Linked DNA regions of Sus scrofa: all the other regions are linked to region 1. A link is a contact called in public Hi-C and HiChIP or PLAC-seq data. All regions are on one chromosome and are shown on one strand. The core of a region is the stretch at or near the end of the contact, and the rest is flanking DNA. Distances in the headings are between cores, read along the strand shown.

The links. A called contact is a pair of places that touch in the nucleus more often than the background predicts. HiChIP or PLAC-seq counts read pairs in DNA pulled down with a chosen protein or histone mark.
Region 2: a contact with region 1 is called in an H3K27ac HiChIP or PLAC-seq map of skeletal muscle. The contact joins the enhancer-like site here to the promoter of ACSL3 in region 1. A contact is called at or near these places in 8 of 47 Hi-C or Micro-C datasets (epiblast stem cells, fetal heart ventricle, fetal liver and 4 more) and 1 of 2 datasets of contacts at active chromatin or transcription factors (skeletal muscle).
Region 3: a contact with region 1 is called in a Hi-C map of liver, with 1.9 times the contacts expected there. The contact joins the enhancer-like site here to the promoter of ACSL3 in region 1. A contact is called at or near these places in 1 of 5 promoter capture datasets (liver) and 3 of 47 Hi-C or Micro-C datasets (embryonic fibroblasts, liver and skeletal muscle).

What each region holds. Positions count from the first base shown.
Region 1 is chr15:124,740,032-124,743,756 of Sscrofa11.1, reverse strand. ACSL3 (acyl-CoA synthetase long-chain family member 3) reads right to left here and starts at 1,743. Exons shown (of 16, transcript NM_001143698.1): 1 at 1,623-1,743.
Region 2 is chr15:124,620,392-124,624,116 of Sscrofa11.1, reverse strand. No RefSeq gene overlaps it. Among named protein-coding and RNA genes, the nearest start is that of MOGAT1, 54 kb to the right of the region's middle. Within about 2 kb of position 2,031, at least 17 of the 83 cell types and tissues checked have an H3K27ac peak or open chromatin away from gene starts, as enhancers often do. A contact at or near this core is called in skeletal muscle, where this site is marked.
Region 3 is chr15:124,664,065-124,667,789 of Sscrofa11.1, reverse strand. No RefSeq gene overlaps it. Among named protein-coding and RNA genes, the nearest start is that of ACSL3, 76 kb to the left of the region's middle. Within about 2 kb of position 1,584, at least 6 of the 83 cell types and tissues checked have an H3K27ac peak or open chromatin away from gene starts, as enhancers often do. A contact at or near this core is called in liver, where this site is marked.

The DNA of each region.
Region 1 (3,725 bases), core at 494-2,993:
TACTCATCCCTAAGGATGAGAACTGCACTGGAAGGTGCCAGAACACAAAAGAAAAAAACAAACTCTGTGCAACGGACTCTCATGTCACAACACCTCTTCCCTGAAATAACCTTCTAATACACTTTCAGGAACAACTCAGCAGCATCCTGTGGCACCCTTCAACCCTTGGAACTCATCTGGGGAAACCAAAAAGTTGGGATGATCATAAACAGAAGGTATTATCAATTCATTGAGTAATAAAAATAATAATAAAATAAATAAATAGTTGCACCTAAAAAAAAAAAAAAGAAGGTATCATCAAACTACAGCTCTCCTGGCAGCCAAACAAAAATCCACTGTGTGACAACTTCAGCCAGCTACCGAGGAGAGGCAGCATAATATAGTGCTTAGATGTGAGAGCTCTGCATTTTCAGACAGGTGGGTCTGAATCCCAGCTTTTCTTTCTTGTTCTGATCTGGGGGAAAGTTAGGCCCAAATGGCAGTTTCTCCTGCTGTAAAATGATCCCTAGAAGGATGTTAACAGTTTTAGAGATACTATGCATAAAGCTCTTAGCACAAAGCCTGGAATGTTAATAAAGGCTCAATAAGCGTCAGCTGTTTGTCATTTTATTCAGCTATAATGACTTACACGAAGCCTAGCCCCTCTCTAGCCTTCAAATAATTTCAAAGACATCGTTATGCCCTATCTATTTTTGAAGGGCCCGATACACAATAGCTTAGAGCACATTTTCTAAATGCAGCCTAGACAAACGAGTTCTATGTCTCTGGGCCTCGGGTTCCTCATCTGTGAAACGGGTCTGATCATCTCAGCCTCACTGGATTGCTGGCAGTAAGCAGTCGCTCGGTATTGCACATTCCCTAACTAGTGTATAATTAAAATGCACCTGGGGAAAGGTAAACTTTCAACTCCAACCCCGAAACAACAGTATTAATCCCAGCCCCATCAGAACCGACTGCGGCCAGAACAAATACCACCAAAGTCGACGCATCTCACACCTCCAATTTCTCCTCACGCACTGCAGCAAAGCCCCCCGCCCCCCTGTGCGGCTCAGTTTCTCCGCTCCCAGGGACTACATTCAGAGCCGAGCTAGTGAAAGCAGCCAACCTCCCACCCCACCCCGCCCCCGGAACGCCGGGAGGGACCCCGTGTGTCCTTCCTCCCCCGGGCTGCGCGGCCGCTCCGCTGCGGTCCCCCAGTTCACGTGGGCCCTTCGGCCCGAGCCCCACCTCAGCCGCTTCCCGGATCCCACAGCGGCGCCTCCCACCCGGCCCGGCTGCTTCTCCCCACGTCGCGGGGGGAGCCCGCACCTCCGGCGCGCACACCCCCGGCGCCGGGATCGGCGGCTACGTCGGGGACCGGGGGGCGAGCAGGCCGGCAGCGTCCCTCCCCCAAAACACCGCCGCCCTCGGGCCCAGCTCGGTCGCACGCTGAGGCCAAGCCGCCAACCAAGCTCCGCTGCTCCCCACAACCGGCGCCGCACTCACCGCAACGCCGGGGCCCGGGTTCCTCCCGACTCCGGCCCACGAAGGCCTGGTTGCACCCCCAGAGCATTCACTCCCCGAGCCGCCTCCTGGGGACCCTGACGCAGCCGCCGCCGCAGTCGCGCTGCAAGGGGGCGTACCTCTGCTGCCTGGTCCGGCGCCGCAGCCGCAGCCGCCGCCTCCTACTCCTCCCAGTCGTCCCAGCTCTGTCCGCGGCGACTGGCACGGCTCCGCTCCCCGGCGCCGGCAGACCAGCGTCTGTTGAGCCGAACCGCCCGGGACGCACTCCCCCGGCCGGCGCTCGTTGCATATGCAGAGAGACCGCCGCCCATTGGCCCGGCGGCGGTGGCGCGTGCGGGGCTGGGCCTATCGAATTCCGGCCGGGAGCGCGGCGCGGGCGGCCGGGGGCGGGGCGGGGTTACTACAGGTCATTCCACGGAGCAGCGGCGGACGGGACCCAGCCGCAGCCGGCGCGGGGCGGGGAGCCGTCGGCGGGGAGGAATGGGACCACAGCTGCAGGGGGAGGGGAGCCGGGCTGCGCGGCCGGGAAGCTGGCGGAGGAGGGGAGGGTCCGACCGGGTCTACAGCGGAGGCCGTTCCTGGAGAAAAAGACTCCGACCCCCCCGCCCCCAAAAGATTTACAAACACAGTTATTACTCTAATGCATAAATCTTAATATAGATCAGAGGGAAATGCGCATATTATTTTCATTCTTAACGTGTTTACTTGTTTTGTTCTTGAACAAATTTGTCAAATTATTAAAATAAAATGATTTTTGGAAATGGCTGAAGCGAGAGGGGCTCAAAAATTCTAGCCATGTACCATGTTTATTATTTCTCCTGTTTTGACTTCTCTGAACCCTGCAAATAACCCTTCTCCCCTCAGTGCACTATTTATAAAAGATTGATATTTTTCAAAGGACAAAGTTTACCCCAAATTATCGTCTTTGGATGTTTTTCTTATGAAGCTAGAAGTGTTCCTGCATTTTAAGGAGGTTGCCATTATATCCCACGTTAGACAATACGGAAGGAAAAACAAAAGACACGGAACACAGGTAGACTGCCTTCCCATTAGCAAACAAACCAAAACACAAATGACTTAAACAATAGCTACAGTGCACAATAAGAAAGTTGACTTTCATTAAACAAATAGGAGTGGGATGAAGGGGGTTTTTTTTTAAATCCAACGAATTAGTGAACGAAGTTATAACGTTAAGTCAGATATGATACCACAGGAAATAAAACATTTAGAGGGTTTGGTTTGGTTTTGAAGTGATGAAGGCGCTAGAAATGGCTGTTTGAATAGTAAACCTCCCCGCGATGCAAAACTTGTGTTTAAGTAGGTGAAAGGTGACGTTCACGAGCCAACCGCAGGCTAAAGCAGGAGCTTGCTTCTCAAGAAAATCTCAAAATCAGTGATGCCGCCTCAACTTGAGCTAGGTGGAGTGATGAGGCTGAGAGCAAAGAAGGCTCACTCACCTCGGGCCCCAGGCCAATTTACCTTGCTAAAAAAAGGATACTCAGGCAACCTGATCTTCTACTAAGAAAGGAGGTTCCATTGCTCCTAATCTGAGGAAATGCTATCAAAAGATACACCCTGAAGATAAATGGAATGCAGAATTTCTTATCTGAAAAGATTGCCACCATTCTGCATGCAAAAGGAAGTATACCTTAAAAGTGGTTGTTCCAGAACCAAGAAAAGCCTCTAGCAAAATATGTAGTTTCCAAAGGAGGAACTTTTTTTTCCGTCAATAAGTGTGAAGCAGACTAGTAGAATTCCAGCAACACCTTAACATCTTTCTTCATTATCCCTTTCCATGTTTGTGTGTTTGTGTGGGTGTGAGAGAGAGGGAGAGAGAGAGATTTGTAAAAGAAAATATTCTTTGGAATTAAAATTCTAAATTCTCATCTTATTTGCTTAGGATAAACAGAAATGTAATATTTCCAGTCTCTAACATGTTTTATTTTTAAAATAAAATAATACATGCACAGTTGCTTTTCTTTTAGATGGGCTTTCAGTACATTTTTATTTTTACTTAGAGCTTTTGAGAGAATTTTAGAATTTGGCTGCATTTTCCTTCTTTTTAGAAAAATCAATTCAGGGAGTTCCTGTCGTGGCTCAGTGGTTAACAAATCCAAATAGGAACCATGAGGTTGCAGGTTAGATCCCTGACCTTGCTCAGTGGGTAAAGGATCCGGCGTTGCTGTGAGCTGTGGTATAGGTTGCAGACACGTTGCTGTGGC
Region 2 (3,725 bases), core at 782-3,281, 120 kb after region 1:
TCAACCCCTAGCCTGGGAACCTCCATATGCCACAGGAGCGGCCCAAAGAAATAGCAAAAAGACAAAAAAAAAAAAGACTTGTTCACAAATAATTAGGAGTTCAGGCAGATTTTGCTAACTACATCAGATGCTACCATGTGTCAGGGGGTCTCAAAGGAAAGCAGGAAAATATACTCTGACTTTGCACATCTTCAGAGAAGTAACTTCTGGAGTTCGTGGAAGTCGTTCAAGTCTTCAGACAACAAAAAACGCATAAACTAGGAGGGACAATCAGCAATTTCTTAAAAGTACTCCCAACAAACTGTCTTTATTTAACCATTGGACATATTTTTAAAAATTGGCTGATGAAACTTTTAGGATATTAACCAACACTCAGGGCAAATATCTATAATTGCACCCAGTCAACTTCAGTTGTGTCAACACTTAGAATCAGACTAATGTACTTAAAAAATTCAGTTCATTCTAAACTTTAGCCTTCATATTTTAAGTTGGCCACTATAACTGTGTAAGGGCCTTTTCAAATGATAGCATTACCTATGTTTAATGAGACTTGAGAGTTTGAAATGGAGTAAATGTCTTTAAAACCCCTAGGGTTGGAGTCCCATTGTGGCTCAAAGGTAATGAATCCAACTAGGGTTCGATCCCTGGCATTGCTCAGTGGGTTAAGGAACTGGTGTTGCTGCGAGCTGTTGTGTAGGCTGCAGATGCAGTTTGGATCCTGCATTGCCATAGCTGTGGTGTAGGCTGGCAGCTGTAGGTCCAATTTTCGACCCCTAGCCTGGGAACTGCCTTATGCTGTGTGTGCTGCCCTAAAAAAAATTAAAAAATAAAAAATAAAAACCCTCAGGTTTATTAGTTTATAATTTATTTACTTTATGTGTTTATTTAGCCACACCATGGCATGTGAAAATTCCCAGGCCAGGGATTGAACGCAAGCCACGGTGGTGACAATGCCTGATCCTTAAATTTTAGGCCACCAGGGAACTCCCAGTTTTGTTTTGTTTTTTAATTTTTAATTTTTTTTTTTTTTTTTTGGCTTTTGTCCTTTTAGGGCTGTACCCTCGGCATATGGAGGTTCCCAGGCTAGGGGTCTAACTGGAACTATAGCTGCTGGCCTATGCCAGAGCCAGAGCAACGCCAGATCCAAGCTGTGTCTGAGACCTACACCACAGTTCGCAGCAATGCCAGATCCTTAACCCACCGAGCGAGGCCAGGGATCAAACCCACAACTTCATGGTTCCTAGTCAGATTCATTTCTTCTGCGCCACAATAGGAACTCTCCAGTTTATTTAGATGGAGTACAATGTACCCTTTTCGATGTAGCTCCATGAGTTTTCACAAATGGGAGGCTTTTATTGTGATTCTTACAGCTGGTTATCAGCACAGGGAAGACTAACAAACCTGAACAGAGAGAAACAGACCAGGAATCAGTGATAACATAAAGCCAACCTCTCCGCAGGTACTGTGTGCTCAGGCAGCGGAGTGTGCCCTTTTGATGAATCGTGGCTCCTTTTCCCATAGAAAATGCTCTTATAATCTCTACAGATGAGAAAACTGAAGCTTTGGGGAAACTAAGTGCTTTGACGGAGGTCACATACCCAGGAAGTGGCAAACCCCCGGGAGGGGAGAATTCCCTGCCTCTTTCACCAAGCAGTTTTGAGATTTGGGGAAACCGATTCAGCCTTTTTGGGGCTCTGTTTTTCTCATTTGCATAAATAGAAGGTTCTCCTCGCTCTCTGTTCCCCTAGAGGACTGATTCCCTTTCAAAGCTCACCAGCTTGGTTCACAAGTGGAAATAAAACATGTGACCAGCTGCAGCAGCCCCAGGGCTGAGCGTCTCAGACAAACAGCCCTAGAAGTTAAAGAAACAAGTAAGCCAGGCCACACACCCTTGGCTAGAGCTCGGTCTGCACCCACACAAACCCTTCCCTGCTTTCAGCAGCTGGCACGGGGGTGAGGACAATGCCATCTAGTGGAGTTCAGGAGGCCAGAGAAACAACCAGGGAGGAAGTCCATTCGGCCTCGGTCCAGCAGAACAATGTGGGCACTGTCTTCTGTCCTGGCTTCTCTGGCCTCATCACATCTTCACAGACCGTGAATAAAGGGACTGGAGTTGGCCGAGCCACCCTCATTCTCTCCACTTTGTTCCGTGGTTGCCAAGCCAGCCTCCAGCACGTCAGCCCATCAGCTGCATCCTCCCACCTCCCTCTCAGCAGTAAAAGGTGCTTATTGTCCTGTTGCCCCTCCAGGGGACGTGGCAACATGAGAATGGAGCTGGGAATAATAAATGTGCAGCAGAAGAGTGGGTGTGGAGACTTGCTTCCAAATTCTGCTGTGAACTAGGGCGCTCCCTTATCTATTATGTTTTTTTTCAATTGTGACTGAAGTCAAGAAGTAAACTGGGTTTTCTGTATAGTAATTTCTTTCTCTTGGGGGTGCCGATGCTGAAGGACCTGGGGAGGAGTACTGCTTCCTTCTGACCGTTCAACACCCTGCACCTCACTGTCCTTCACGCTTGAGAGCAGCCTTTATCCACGCGGAACAAAACAGCATCACGCTAGGCACCAGCCTAACAGGCTGAACCCTTTTCTTCTTTTTGCCTATTTCTGGCTTGTGTTTCAGGAAACTTCAGGTCACAGAGTCTTCTTTTAGGCCTTAGGTACAACTGCTGATTGTCTGTCATGGGTAGCCACAGAGAAAGATGAAAATAACCCAACCCTAGCAGTGGGTAATTTTAAAAACTTGATTTTATAGGATAAAGTTCTTTTCGTAGAATGTCTGATTTTTTTTTTTTTTTTTTTTTTGGTCAATTTCTAAGGCCACTCCCGCGGCATATGGAAGTTCCCAGGCTAGGGGTCGAATTGGAGCTGTAGCCACCAGCCTACGCCAGAGCCACAGCAACTCGGGATCCGAGCCGCGTCTGCAACCTACACCACAGCTCACGGCAACGCCGGATCATTAACCCACTGAGCAAGGGCAGGGACCAAACCCGCAACCTCATGGTTCCTAGTCGGATTCGTTAACCACTGCGCCACGACGGGAACTCCTGATTTTTTTTTTTTAATCCCCAAATATCTAACGTACCCAGGGATTCTCTTCCTACATTTGGAGGAGGAGATTAATAATCAATTCAGAAGGCTACTGCAAAGACCAAGAGAGAGGATGCACCTAAAGACCAGGTGTGAGTTCCAAAGCATGCCTTCTGGGCACATTTCGATTGATGGCAATGAGAGTAAAGATGATATTTGTACAGTGCATTGCGAGTAAATGGACAAGGCAGCCAGATGGAGTTCTCACTGCCCCAGGGGCTCCAGCAGCCCTAAAGTTCCCTACTGCTCCATATTTAGAATGGATAAGCAATGAGGTACTGCTGTATAGCACAGGGAACTCTATCCAATCTCATGATAGAACATGATGGACTATGAGAAAAAAGTATGTACGACTGGATCATTTTGCTGTAGAAATTGACACATTATGAATCAACTATACTTTAATTTCAAAAAATTCAAAAAAAGATTCCTACGGGAGTTCCCATCATGGTACAGTAGAAACGAATCCGACTAGGAACCATAAGGTCACGGGTTTGATCCCTGGCCTCGCTTGGTAGGTTAAGGATCTGGTGTTGCCGTGAGCTGTGGTGTAGGTCGCAGACACGGCTCAGATCTGGCATTGCTGTGGCTCTGACATAGGCTGGCAGCTATAGCTCCGATTAGAACCCTAGCCTG
Region 3 (3,725 bases), core at 335-2,834, 76 kb after region 1:
TAACTCAAGGAGAGCATAAAGTGACCACTTAAAATATTCCGGGATGATGTGTAAAAGCCACAAAGAATAACAAGAGGGGCATTGATTCAGCCTTAGGCCTGAGGGGCAAGGGGCAGAAGCAGTTACAGGAACTTGGAGCAGTGACCTTTGCCTGAAGGATTTGCTGTCTCTCTCTCTTCTTATCAGGGACACTGGTGTTCCCTCTGTGGTGCAACAGAATTGCTGCCGGCATCTCTGCAGCGTCAGGACGAAGGTTAGATACCCGGCCTAGCACAGTGGGTTAAAGGACCTGGCATTGCCTTAGCTGTGTCTGAGATCTTGATCCCTGGTCTGGAATTCCATAGGCTGCCGCCAGGCAGCCAAAAAGGAAAAGAAAAAAAGGACATCAGCACCATTGGATTAGGGTCCCACCCTAAGGGCTATACTTTAACATAATTACCTGTTTTAAGACTCTATCTCCAAATACAGGAGTACCTATACATTCTAGGTGCTGAGGGTTGGGATTTAAAAATATGGATGTGTGGCGTTCCCATCGTGGCTCAGCGATTAACAAACCTGGTTAGCAACCATGAGGATGCAGGTTCAATCCCTGGCCTTGCTCAGTGGGTTAAGGATCTGGTGCTGATGTGAGCTGTGGTGTAGGTCACAGACGTGGCTCGGATCTTACATGGCTATGGCTCTGACATAGGCCAGTGGCTATAGCTCCGATTAGACCCCTAGCCTGGGAACCTCCATGTGCCACAGGTATGGCCCTAAAAAGACTAGATAGATAGATAGATAGATAGATAGAAAGATAGAAAGATAGATAGATAGATAGATAGATAGATATAGATTTGTTGGGCAGGGGAGGGGAGGTGGAGAGGTGGTGGTATCACTCTTCGGTCCATAATAGAGGCCAAGGCAAGATGCTGTAATGGGAAAGACCGCTTTCCACGCTTCACACACAGGAAGAGATGAAGCCCAAGAGGAGACCGAGGAGAAAGGTGTGTGGCTTGGAAAAGCTGAGAGGCCCTGGCAAGGCCTCAAGCAGGAAGAGCTTTGAGAATTCTTGGCTCCTCCACCTATGGGGAGTGAGTGCTAGGCTATGCCTTAAATTTTAGGCATGGAATGTGTGCCTGCCGAGGGGGAAACGTGCCTGTTGTGGTGGTTTCTGTGTCTGCCTTCCTAGATTAGAGGCTCTTGGGGCCAAGGACTGTGATCCATCTGTCTTGGCATTCTTAGTGTCTATGGTCCTGAAACAGTGAAGAAACACAGTGAAAGAACAAGCAAATCTTGTTAAACCGATTAATGCGTCTCTTAACAGAGACCTGGAATGAATTAATGCCTCGTTTTCAAAACATCTGAGGTCTGGGTCACTTCGCAGATGGATGATCCTATCAGTGCTATGTTCATTCTTCTCTCCTTCTTAAACCCCAGTTCCTGTCCCCCACCTCCTAGTGTGCCCACATGCACACGTGTACACACTGTGGTCCTTGGCTAGACCAAGAAAGGGTAGCAGAATCGCCACAAAGGAAGTACAGTCTGTTTGTCTAAAGGTCAAGCCAAATCTCCACTGGCCCACGAGGCTTTGTTTATGAGAGCTGTTAATAGCCATGGGTTAGACTTTTACCTAAAAAGCAAAGTTCTTCTTCCACCATCTCTTCCTACCTTCCTTAACCCGGCCTCACCTCAACAAATTTAACCGAATGGTGGCCTGCGTACAGTGAAAGGGGTCATCTCTGCTGCTCTCAGGCTCTGATCTGTGCGCCAATCACTAAGTTTTTTTAGGCACCACTTTCTGCCTTGCTGTGTTAGCTAATAACAGATTTCAATTTTTCAAGCCAGTGGAGTCACGTCTGTAACCTATGATGAATAAATGATGTGGCAAAAAAAAAAAAATGTCAAAAGTCTCTGGAGTTCCCTTTGTGGCTCAGTGGTTAACAAATCTGACTAGAAACCATGAAGTTGCGGGTTTGATCCCTGGCCTTGCTCGGTGGGTTAAGGATCTGGCGTTGCCGTGAGCTGTGGTATAGACCGGTGGCTACAGCTCCAATTAGACCCCTAGCCTGGGAACCTCCATATGCTGCAGGAGTGGCCCTAGAAAAGGCAAAAAACACCAAAAAAAAAAAAAAGGCTTCGGTCTGGAATATATATGCAAACTCTTTTTTCCCCCTTTTTTTCTTAGATATCCTATCCTAATGGTTAGCCATTTACAATTGTATAGCTTAGACCTTTACAGTATTCCTAATGTATATCCTTCTAGAAAAGGCCAAGTAACAGGAAAACAAATATTATCATCTCCATGACTATAAACTGAATTGTGCCTCAGCCCACCCCAAATTCATATGCTGAAGTCCCAGCTCCTAGTGTCTCCAAGTGTGACTGTATTCAGAGACAGGGCCATCATAGAGGTGGTTAAGTTAACATGCAGCCCTTAGAGTGGGCCCTAAACCAACCTGACTAGTGTGTTTATAGGAAGAAGAGATTATCCTAGGCATATATCCAGAGAAAACCATAGTTTGAAAAGATACAAGCACCCCCAATATTCATTACAGCACTATTTACCATAGCCAAGATATGGAAGCAACATAAATGCCCATCAACAGAGGAATGGATAAAGAAGATATGGTACAATATACAATGGAATATTACTCAACCATAAAAAAAGAATGAAATAATACCATCTGCAACAACATGGATGGACCTAGAGATTATCATACTAAGTTAAGGAAGCCAGACAGAAAGACAAATACCACATGATATCACTTATATGTGGAATCTAAAACAAAAAAAAAGATGAGGAATTCCCATCATGGCGCAGCAGAAACAAATCCGACTGGGAACCATGAGGTTGTGGGTTCGATCCCTGGCCTTGCTCAGTAGGTTGAGGATCCGGCACTGCCATGAGCTGTGCTGTAGGTCACAGACTTGGATCTGGCATTGCTGTAGCTGTGGCATAGGCTGGCAGCTGTAGCTTCGATTGGACCCCTAGCCTGGGAATCTCCATATGCTTCAGGTACAGCCCTAAAATATAAAAATAAATTTAAAAAATAAAGATCGGAGTTCCCATTGTGGCGCAGTGGTTAACGAATCCAACTAGGAACCATGAGGTTGCAGGTTCGATCCCTGCCCTTGCTCAGTGGGTTAACGATCCGGTGTTGCCTTGAGCTGTGGTGTAGGTCACAGATGTGGCTCGGATCCCGCGTTGCTGTGGCTCTGGTGTAGGCTGGTGGCTACAGCTCCGATTCGACCCTTAGCCTGGGAACTTCCATATGCCATGGGTGCGGCCCTAGAAAAGACAAATAAATAAATAAATAAATGATAGCTAATATTTATTTAAAAATTTAAATAAAAAAATTAAAAATAAGGATGAGAACGAACTTATTTACAAAGCAGAAATATCTCCACAGACATAGAAAACAAACTTATTGTTACCAAAAGGAGTTGGGGAGAGGGATAAATTAAGAGTTTGAATTAGCGTATGCACACTACTATATATAAAAGGACCTACTATAAGTACAGAGAACTATACTCGATATTTTTTACTAAGGGAAAAGAATCTAAAAAAGAATATATATATATGTATATATATATACACACACATATATATAGATGTGTATAACTGAATCACTTTGCTGTAAACTGAAATTAACACAACATTGTAAATCAAATATATTTCAATGACATTTAAATTAAATTTTAAAAAAGCAGCAGCAATTGGGACACACACAACAGAAAAATGACAC